Regions from separate parts of the Danio rerio genome. Here regions 1 and 2 are each linked to region 3. Evidence: chromatin contacts called from public Hi-C and Micro-C data. All regions are on one chromosome and are shown on one strand. Each heading gives the region's core, a stretch centred on a gene start, on an enhancer-like site or on the middle of the called end of the contact. The rest is flanking DNA. Distances are from core to core; before and after follow the strand shown.

Region 1 (4,067 bases), core at 681-3,180, 150 kb before region 3:
TGACAGCGGTAAAATGTTCCAGACAAAACACAAACTGTGTGCAAACACTGCAAAAGATGTTTACTTTAACAGAACAATGGTTATGATGAGCATAAACAGTGAAAAACTACTGTCACAGATTTCTATATGCGAAAAACTATTAATAAGCCAAACCATGCGGACCAGATGATTTGCAGCTTCGCTTGCTTCAACGAGTGCTACGAAGATCACACGGTGCATCAGTGTTTGCATGGTGAAAGTGTGAAGATGTTTTCCAGACTGATAGAGAACCAGGTATAAGATTATTTGGACCCTCTCATTTTTTTTAATTAGTTCATGCATATTTTAATAATATGCTTATTATTACTAAATATTTAAAAATGTTGAAGATTATCTCTTAAGTGTATCACACTGATACTAATATTAATCAATTATACATGTTAATTATTCACCATCATAATCATGTTTAACTCTTGTCTCTATTCTACTATATAATAAATATATTAATATAATAAATATATTAATTCTAATAAATAGTAATTTTTATGCTCAATTTTTTATGCCAGAGGCCAGTTAAATGTTTCAAATAATTTTGGTAAAAAATAGTGACTAAATCTTGAATCGTGAGATTAGTATCGTAAATCGTATCGAATCGTAAGTCAGGTGAATTGTTACATCCCTAATCAGTAAAAAAAAAACATAACAGCCTAGTCACCAGTCCTCACTGGTGGCATCTGTAAAGATGCATCCAAAGATTATTTGTAGTCATAATATTTAATACTGGGAAGGAACAATAAATAAATAACATCATTGTCAATGGTGGCATATGTAAAGATAAATCCACAGATTATTCATAGTTGAAATATTGAGTTTTAAAAAATTATAAATTGGTAGAAAAAATAATAACAGCAGTCTTCAGTGACTGATGGCATTATTATTTATTAATTATTTAACAAACTACATAAATTATTATTGTTGATTTTTTTCTCCTTTTTGTTTGTGCACTTGATGTTAAGTGTTGGGTGTTTATTGTTTTAAGTGTGTCATTCTTGTTATATGTGAAGCACCACCATGTCAAAATGAATTGTCCCAAGGGGATTAATAATCTTTAAACTTTAATTTATTTGCCAAGAGAAATATACAGATTATCTGTAGTCATATTATTATTAAATTTAGATTAGTAACCAAAAATAACAATGCAACTACGTATATACTGTAAAGGTATTCAATGACACACTAACCACACAGGTCAACAAGAATTAGACATGGTCTCAGCTCATTTAAAACTATCAACAACTAAAGCCTGCATTACTTGGTCCAGAGAGTAAACAAAGGTCTATTCGTTATCCCAAAAAAAGACATTGAACCACTCACTTGTCCGAGATAAACACTCGATTCTAAACCATCACCTCTGGTTTAAAAAATGCCACTCATTCAGACAAAAGCAGAAAGAGAACGCGATATTTCCAGCATATCTAGTATAATTCAAAGTGACCTTAAAACGCTTTAAAGTCTAGCAGACTCAAATCTTTCCTACTGGCCGGACGGTCAGACTAGACTGCTGGCCAGCATCACATCCTTCAACTCCAGAAACCATTACATTTTAACAGAACAGACGGTCTGAATAATTAGCTTGCATATGGCGCACAAACGTAAACATATAAACACAAAAGTGCTGTTGGAGAATCAAACTTTAATCGCGTGCTGTTAGATTCTCAGAGTTAGCGGATTGTACGCGTTAGCCGCTAGCTTCATCTGGCCATCGCTTTCGCGGATGCAGAATATTGACAATTCTTAAAATCGTGGCATCCTACCTTTGCTTTCAATGTTTTGAAAGATATATTTGTATGACACAGTTGGATTTCAGTGTTTTAGATGTTATTTTCTTTAAGTACAACAGACGCTCCCCGGCAACTCCAGCAGCTCCGCGAGTTTCGTCTTAACAATGCAGAAGCGCTGAAGGACCCTTGTAGGTGTCTGTGTTCGTGCCTGAACTCATCTACAAATAAATGCAGGTAACATTTTTTTCTTCAAATAACGCCTGAAAAATACATTTGTTAAATATTACATTTATAAAGAAGGAACTCGTCAGATATTTATTAAGCCAAATACATTTGGAGCTTGTTCCACAATACTGGTGTCGTTTCTCAAAACTCATTCAGAACTAAACTTTGTAACAATATGAAAAAAAAGAAAACGCACATTTAATTATATGCCACATAAGGCACATTTATAGCACAACAAGAGGAAACACAATACAAAAATTGTGTTATTGGATTATATGTTACTGCATTTGCCTTTTGTTACAGACAGACAGACAGACAGACAGACACACGGCCAGACAGATAGATAAATATACAGACAGACAGACAGACAGACAGACAGACAGATCGACAGACAGACAGACCGACAGACAGACAGACAGACAGATCGACAGACAGACAGACAGACAGATAGATAGAAGATAGATAGTTAGAAGATAGATAGATAGATAGATAGATAGATAGATAGATAGATAGATAGATAGATAGATAGATAGATAGATAGATAGATAAATTAACTTTTTAATAGTTTTACAGCATCAGAATATCTCAGTCACTATACTTCGGCTAAGTCCCTGATTTATCAGGGCCACCAAAGTGGAATAAACCGTGGAACTGTGTCATAATATTGCAATCAATACTTGATTGTGGTATCGTCCCGCAGTGACCAATTTCTTTCGAATTTCTCACAAACCTCTAGTTCAATGAGTTGAACAAACTCAACAAGTTTTGTTCCATTTGGACACTTAACCTTGTTTAATAGGTTCTAAAATTTTATTGGTTGATGGTTTCTCCACTTCACCTGCAACTGGTGTGTGGGGTAAAGCACCGTTGTCTTGTGGCTGCTGTTGCATTATCCAGGTTGATGCTGCACACTGGTGGTGTTGTGTAGAGATCCCCCCACATTATTGTAAAGACATTTATGTATATTGCAATGCTTTATAAATGCACTATATAAATCTACATTAGATTATATTACTTTATATTATTCATCCCTAATGGAAGGATCTGGAACAAAAGGGTTAAAAATAGGGTAGGGTCCAAGTGATGCGTTCAAACCTCTTCGGTCGTGCAGGACAATATTATTTGTCAAACCAGCAGTCACTCAATTAGAGCCGGTATCATGGTGTTCTTATTCAAATTGTAGCACTACCGTGTTGAAAAACTGTAATACTTTATTTTTTTAGTTATCTTAGATCAAGCTTAAACATACTCATTCCAATTTTGGTGATAATAACTTAGGCATTTGACGATAACCGTTTTCAAGGAATACCGCGGTTTGGAAAAGTCAAGTGTTTAAAATCGCCAAAACTCTCTGTAATACCGTTCCAACAGTATGTATAATATATATATTTTTTTTATTTTGTTTTTTTAGGACAACAGTATCTTCAGCAAAGAAAATATCCAAAGATGCCGTTTTAAATTGTAAAGAAATTTGTGTTGTTGAAACTAATAAAGACAGCAGAAGTCAATGATTCATTTTAATTATTTAGCCTGACATGTTTACAGTTACAAAGTATTATAAATCTTTTAAAATATAAAATCTATTGTTTTCAAAGAGAAAAAAAAGTTTTGTTTTTTACCCAGACATTTAAAATATATATATATACTTTAGAGCAGTAAAATCACAATACCGTGATATTTTTATCCAAGCCCATGCCTAATCTCATTCTGTTTTAGACAAGGGAGATTTTTGCAAAAGCGTCTCCTCCCCCTTCAGACAATCGGCCTAACAAATTTAAGTTCTATGCTTGAACCCCCAATAAAACATAAAATAATTTAAATCACCAAAGAGGTTTTGACCTGCTGCAAATACAACCTGAAGTATAAGTTTCCTCCACTAGAGGCCAGGCAGAGACCACAGCTGTGCTGTGACATTAGTCAAGAGCTCATCATACTGAATATTTCTCCCTGATGGTGGCTATAGCTTCAATAATAACCAATTTGAGGGTGAGTGAAACACAGTACCTTCTCACTTTCCACCAAAGCCATCTCCTTCATGGAGACACTAATATTAAACATATATTATTAGCATTTTAATGTCTA
Region 2 (3,726 bases), core at 433-2,932, 190 kb before region 3:
TAATATTTATATTTTGGCTGTTTGAGATGTTTGGTCCATCCCTGCTGCGGGGAAACTAGTACTTCCAAGACTCATCTGAAATTAAACAACAGCTCTGACCATCTGAGATTTTGAATAGTCAAAAATTATGATTATAATTACATCAACAGCACGCAAGTGTATATTAGTACATCACCCATTACAATTGACTTATTTGTCTGATTGAGGTAATCTAAACTAAAATGCATAACTGCAAAGTCTACATTACAAATAACAGAAACTTACAAAAATAAGGATCAAGTAAAAAAATTCCACTTCTGTGGAGACAATTAGAACAACTGCTGTACATAGTTCATAGACTCAGAGGCCTTGTTTTCATACAATACATTAAATTCATTTGATTCACAATAGTTAAAGTTGAGATAAAGTTGGTTTCATTTTCGGACATTCATTCATTCTCTAACTGACAAATTGTGACACTTTGGCTATATTGTTTACCACTCTACCTTGAATATTTGGTCTAAAAAACCATGCAAGTATGACTTCAAAACTTAATTAGCACTATTTCATGGACTGTGAACAATGCTGTTCTTTGATAGTCTTTGACTGCTAATATGATCTCCCTACTTAGTGTGCAAAGAATAGTTTTCTGAAATTCTATAATCAAGGAGAAAGTGCAGATGTGGGAATATAAAACCAACTTCACATCAATAAGTTTTTAAATGAACGATAAAAGGATAAATAAAAGTCCTTTGTAAAACCAACACACATGTATTACTGAAATTCTTGATCCTAACAGATACAAGCTTTTTTGTTATAAAGCCTGTATTGTCAATCAGAACTTACCGATCTGAGAGGGGGTCAGACCCTTCTTGGCCAGTTTAAAGATCTGCTCTTTAACATCATCAGATGTCAATTTGAGCCACTAAAACACAAAATAATGGGATATTTTAACAGCTGTGACAATTAACATAATTAATCAGATGAAAAAAAATCTGAGTCAACAGACTTACTGTGGGGACACTTCGCCTATAGGGCAGTGCCGACTGGGACAAGCCCTTGCTGAAAAATAATAAAACATTCAAAATGTGAATTATGTGGTCTACAAGAAACATTAATTTAGAAGACAAGACAATTTCACTAAGTTAGCTTGCCAACAAAAACTACATAGAAAACAATAACTGACAACAAACTAAGACAAGCATATACACGTACAAGTTACAACTTCAAGAACAAAGGGGAAAAAGAACAGGGTAAAAAAATTAACATTAGTGTAGATTTAGATACTTCTACAAATAATTGATTTTAACGTTAAATGTATGAGGTCTGACCAGCCCGAACCGACAAACACATCTGGCAAATAAACATGCGTTATGTAAATCTGAGCGACAAAATACCCAAACCGTTAAAACACAGACCCAACGTCATTATTAACAGAACCATTACTAAGAGTTTCTCTGATGTGTTCATCCTGCAGCGCCTCGTACATGTGCTGCCATCACGCTCCACAGAGGAAGAGAACGTGGGATCACTCTGACTGCTCAAAAACGCTTTTCTAGTTCCGATTAAATAACAATTCCGGGTTCGATCTATGTTCTAAAGTGTTAACGGCGTTTTAGGACAGTGTTGAGAATAAATAAAGGTGTTTTTAGTGTAAAATAAACATTTACCCAGGAGCGTGCATACGACCCATGATGGCGGTTTTAAGAGCGAGGAAAGAGAAAGACCGAGGTAAGGCCGAGAGGAAGTGAAGTAGGGCGCCGGAAGTGATGTTAAAAATAACTTCCTGTCTGTTGATTTCATATATTTCTAAGATTTTTCTTTAACATTAATTAATTCATGTATTTCTTCTATGTTGTTTATTAAATTTAACATTACAATTGTCTTTTTTATTTTGTGCTTTTCATATGCATGCAGATGTACCGCAAAATGTTTATATATTAGGCTATAAACATTATTTATTCGGATTTATTGTTGTTTTGCACATTTATTTATTTACGTATTTATTTTCATCTTACATTTCAGGGTTTTTTTCAGGGGGGAGGATATACGGATCTCTCTCTCTCTCTCACACAAACACAGTCCCACACACACGCGCGCGCGCGCTAAATTGGCCATAGTGTGTGTGTGAATGAGAGTGTTTGGGTGTTTCCTAGTAATGGGTTGCAGCTGGAAGGGCATCTGCTTCGTAAAACATATGCAGTATAAGTTGGCGGTTCATTCCGCTGTGGCGAACCCTCCTTAATAAAGGAACTAAGCCAAAATGATTGAATGAATGAATGAATGATTCAGGGATCCTTGTCTCTCATTTTAAGCCATTGTATTTTGATTTAGCAAGATTTTTTGTTTTGTTAATTGTCCTGGTTATTTTGTGCTTTAATTGTCTTCTTATTAAAAAAAACTTTTTCTCAAATCCACCAACTGGTGGCGCTCCAGGAAAACCTGGCTGATGTAAGCATGACTGCAAAAGTATAAAAGGCTGTAGAAATATAGAATGAACAGATAAAACAGCTCCACCCAACAGTATTCCCAACTGGGCGGAGCATAGCACCTCTAGGTGTGTGTGTGTGTACAGTGCAAATTGCATTGTGTATTAAACAAACTGTAATATGTTCTACTTTTGAACATTGGCCAGGATGGACCAATATTAGAAAATTGTGTAGGCTACCAGATATCACAATTAAATGGATAGACAGTTCACCCAAAAATGAAAACTCTTGTCATCATTTACTCATCCTTTATTTGTTCAAAACCGGTTTGAGTTTTTTTTCTTCTGCTGAACACAAGATATATAGTGAATGGTAGTTGTGTTATGTCATATTTTCAGACAAGCTTGAGAGTTGAATATAAACCAATGCAAATTACTACAGAAAAGGCCAATAGTGTCTGACAAGCTGAAAATATGCATTCCATGTTATTCTGGATATTAGATATATTCTTAATATTCTAAAATAAAGCTAAAAAAGCTGAACACATGAAGAGGATGCTATAAAATAAGTGAACTAACTTATCTATATAGTAACAGCGTACCAACGAGCTGTCTCTAGAAAACATTTCCAGATATGATTTTCTTCGTTATTTGTAATGTGAGTGCTTACAGTTTATTGCATGTGAGTGAATATAATATAATAAACATAGAGAAATCAATGGGTGCAGCTTTCCATGCCCCAAATTTCCAGAATACATTGTGCTGTAAAGACATATTCTTAGTTTTCATTACCGAAGAATGTGGGGGGGAAACAGTGAATGACATTTTAAGTATTTTTGTTCCTGGAAACTTTTTTCCAACATTCTTATATATTGTTTTGTTTTTAACTTCTGTGTAATGTTACATTTTAAAAATGTTTACCTCTTTCCAACAGGAAAACCAATTAACAAACAAGAATGCATGATTATGTGGTCAGGGGGGGGCAGACTTAACCAATAAGCAGGGTAAGCAGTTGCTTAGGGCTGAATTAAGGAGCCCCAACCAATGCAGTCTATTAATTATACAGCTCTTTTATAATTATTCTATCATATGTTGTAAAATCTTTCTTTAACCATTAAGATTTTAATGTTATACCTTCTTTTCTAAACCCTCCTTTCTTCCAAGTGCACATGCAAATATAATTCACAAATCACAAGTACAGCTAATTAACTATAACTACATACACACAGTTTGTAAACTTGTTTTTTATTTGTGAATGTATTGTATTTAGTTTTACATTAAAAAGAATCCACTTAAAATATTTTAACATGCAGTTTACT
Region 3 (3,664 bases), core at 567-3,066:
AAATGTTAGATCTGTTGGGATGATTCAGCAATGGGAATGCATCTCCATAGAATCTAATAAATAATCTATACATTTTTTGGAGTCCCCTGACACATTTACACTGTGGTTTGTGCTATTTGCAGTGCATTTCTGTATTTGCATCTGTTAGGAGTATTTTCATGCACATGTTTAGTCAGAGAAAAATTCATGTTTACTATTTGCATCTCCATAAAAACCAATAAACAATCTATAAATTTTTTGGGGTCTTCCAACAAATTTTCATTGTGACCTGTGCTATTTGCAGAGCATTTCTATAGTGAGAATTTATGCATAACAATCTATAAACACACTCAAGAAAAAGATACAGTTGAAATAAAGTGTTTTATCACTTTACGAGTCTGACAGTATTCAAGTACAGTGACTGAAAGATAAAATTAAAAATAATTCAATAAAATTAATCATAGTTAAGGTCACAAATGGTACAAGTTCTTATACCTTAATGCTTTTAAAAATCATAATACAATCACGGTAATCAAAAACACAAGCAAATGATAAATTATTATACAAACTTAACATCACATATCCTGCGATCTCATTAAAGCGAATAATTACAATTGCAATATCAATGCGGAACCGATATATTGTGCAGCCCTAATTGATCCCAAATTAAAAGAATACAATAGTAATTCATTGTGTATTTTCAAGTTATTCCTACCTGAAAGTACTTGAATTAATCTGCTCTAGTAATTCTCCGTTTTCTGTGAAAATACAATTATAGAATTCTAAACTTATCAACTAACTTTTTCTACAACTATATACTCTACTACAATATACCACAGTTTGCTGTATTAAAAATTTAAGTATACTACAGTATTTCTAGTTTATCAGTTGAGTAGTTAATACTGCAGTATGCAGTAGCATTCTTTAACAACGTGTTTTAAAAACTAAAATACATACAGTATAATACACGATTCTATAGTATGCTTCAAAAGCACTTTTGTATTTATTTACTATGAATTACTATAGGATTTATTCATGTGGGATTTCATCAGAATTTCTAGACTGATTACATGACGGACTATTCTAACGTTAACGTTAATTGTTCTTTAGATAACTGCAGAAACTATTCACAATGAAATTACATGACTGTTCGTTCAAAAACGAATTGTCAATCAAAGTTATCAACTAACTTTAAATCAATCAATCAATGTTATTATGTGTTAACGTTGCAAATATTCTATAGTAAGTTAATGGTCAACCTAACAGTTACGAATAATTCATTAATGCAATTTTTTGCTATTTACTTATGCCAAAATCCACTTATCTCTATATGGTTCATCTTTAGTAATAAAACCAGGCCGTATTTGACCATCCTAAACAAAATAAGTCCTTTCCTGAGTTGAATACAATTCCAAAACACACTCGCTAACGATAGCAGACAGGCTACGTTAGCCCTCATAAAAACATGAACTAACCTTCACGATGTCCAGCTTACGGCCTCAAACTTCAGCACGCCGCAAACATTATTTCATTTGTCGTTCCAGTATGGTGAATATTTAAGTTGAATGTTATTTATCATCCCACAACACATTCCTTACACTAAAAGGACAGCTGACAGGAAAGAAGAGATTTGTCTGTCCTTCGTGTATATTAACGCACGGATTTCTTGTCACTTGGGTTGCGTCGCGCCATCTGCTGTAGAGGAAGAACGAATGTAATCAATGACTGTGTCTTAAAACCTACAGAGCCACCTATATAGACAGCATGTTTGGTACGACAATACTTTGCTTCGCTGTCTAGATAGCTAGCTCGTTCGGTTATTTTACACACAACCACAAACAACAGCTATCATCTCACCGATTCAGCCACCATTTTTTCATACGGCGTAAATAACTTAAAAGTCTACTATTGTACATTATTTCGAATATTAGAGCAACCTTTTCTATAAGCCTAATGTTTTTAAGCAAGAAACAGGCATCTGGGTCCCGTTCTTCGACCGTGGTTTAACAAAGCCCGAATTAGTTCGCATAGCCCGGGTTGAGCTAGCTCGAGTCCGTACCTGAAATGGGGTTTCGGTCCACATCTCGGATTTAGGTTTCAGACTATTTACAAACAGACTGTTGTTTATTCTAACAAAAAGTCAAGATGAACATGGCTAAGCAGCGTGCTGCTTATTTCAGTGCTGCTGAATTGCAACTTTTAATGGAAGGATATGACGAAGTTAGACATTTAATAAAAACCAAAGGGAATACTATAGCGGCTGCAAGACTCCGTCAGGATGCGTGGCGAAAAATAGCCAGCAAACTAAATGCGTAAGTACAATTAATTTTTAATTACAACAATTCCGCTCCGCTGTTCTTCAATCCTACATTTTAATGGCAGATCCAATCCTTTGGGACCAAGACGAACGTGGCAGCAGGTGAAGACGAAATACAAGAACGTCGTTCAAAGTGGTTAGTCACTTTTTTGAGAGGTTTAAAATTGTTAAGATTAATCTACCTTGTTGTGGTTTAAGTTCCATAAACATTATAATGAGGGGAAATTTTAAAATTATATTGTAAAAATGTTAATTGTTAATCAGGAATTGCATATTCTGTTTCTTTTTCTCAGTAAGATATATTATGTACTTCATTATTGGCAGTACTTTATTTTACAGACCAGTTCCTCGTGTACATTAAATGTGCTACTTATTATTATAATTGCACTGGTTAATACCTAGATTCTCAGCATATCACAACGTACATCTCGTATGGCATGTGGATTAAAAACAAATGTTCATTATTCCTTAACTGCCCCACCAGGAAGAAAATAACATCCCAACACATCCCATAATTTCTAAAAATACCAGCCTCTATCTAAAATGTCAGTTTATGGTAAAAGTACCAGGAATTAATACATATAGTGTGAGAAATCTGAAAATTTGAAGTGTAAGACCATTTTATTTAAAAATATAATCAAAATAAAACAAATTGAATACTAAATCATAATTTCTTTTTTAGTATGCCTTTAAATATTTCAGATTCTCATAGGGGTATGCAAGAGGTACATACATTAGGAGCACATACAAAGAGAACAAAACAACAACAAAAAAAAGATGAAAAAACAAAAAAAACAACATCAATACTCTCAGGTGCACATGTTTGCATGTACAGTATGTGTGCGTGAGTGCATGTAAAGGTAAACAGGTGAACATGTCAGAGTACACACATAAGAGAAAGAGAAAATAAAAGATACATATCATAAAACAGCATGCATAACAGTCAATAAATGAAGCAAATAACTTAGAAATAAAACATAGATAGAAAGAGACCAATCAGTGGTGAGAGACAAGAAAGTAATGTAATGATAGTAATGTTAACAGTAAAAAGAAAAAAGGGCAACCGTAATAATAACACTGATAACTATTGTTTTTCTTTCTTTTTTTTTTGTACAATAAAACCAATGTGTAGTGCAACAGGATTATGTTTGTTTGATTTTTTTTATAAACCTACAATGCTGTAAAGTGCAAGCCATTATTTAGGACAGTCATTCTTTAAATGACACTCATTATTTAAAAGAGTCAAAACTTAGTCAACCATTTGGTAGAGATGGCAGTTACTTTAAAATTATTATCATCAACCTTTTCCTTGTTTTTCTGTGCAATCTTTTGTAGACCTTTAGCACCCTCTAGTGGGCCTCTTTTAAT

The links. A called contact is a pair of places that touch in the nucleus more often than the background predicts.
Region 1: a contact with region 3 is called in a Micro-C map of caudal fin, with 12 times the contacts expected there. The contact joins the promoter of caprin1a here to the promoter of si:ch211-107p11.3 in region 3. A contact is called at or near these places in 5 of 18 Hi-C or Micro-C datasets (caudal fin, embryo, fibroblasts and 2 more) and 3 of 4 datasets of contacts at active chromatin or transcription factors (caudal fin, embryo and gastrula embryo).
Region 2: a Hi-C map of hematopoietic stem cells shows a contact between it and region 3, with 3 times the contacts expected there. The contact joins the promoter of rps13 here to the promoter of si:ch211-107p11.3 in region 3. A contact is called at or near these places in 3 of 18 Hi-C or Micro-C datasets (caudal fin, hematopoietic stem cells and an unstated tissue) and 1 of 4 datasets of contacts at active chromatin or transcription factors (caudal fin).

The regions. Positions count from the first base shown.
Region 1 is chr7:26,997,018-27,001,084 of GRCz12tu, reverse strand. It overlaps caprin1a (cell cycle associated protein 1a), which reads right to left and starts at 1,930. Exons shown (of 18, transcript NM_001003484.1): 1 at 1,794-1,930. LOC141375370 (a long non-coding RNA gene) reads left to right here and starts at 1,355. Exons shown (of 5, transcript XR_012383308.1): 1 at 1,355-1,994.
Region 2 is chr7:27,041,426-27,045,151 of GRCz12tu, reverse strand. It overlaps rps13 (ribosomal protein S13), which reads right to left and starts at 1,682. Exons shown (of 6, transcript NM_001002079.1): 1 at 1,650-1,682; 2 at 993-1,041; 3 at 826-904. The coding sequence starts at 1,672.
Region 3 is chr7:26,848,064-26,851,727 of GRCz12tu, reverse strand. It overlaps si:ch211-107p11.3, which reads left to right and starts at 1,816. Exons shown (of 5, transcript NM_001386565.1): 1 at 1,816-2,291; 2 at 2,362-2,432. The coding sequence starts at 2,131. ext2 (exostosin glycosyltransferase 2) reads right to left here and starts at 1,606. Exons shown (of 15, transcript NM_001008400.2): 1 at 1,455-1,606.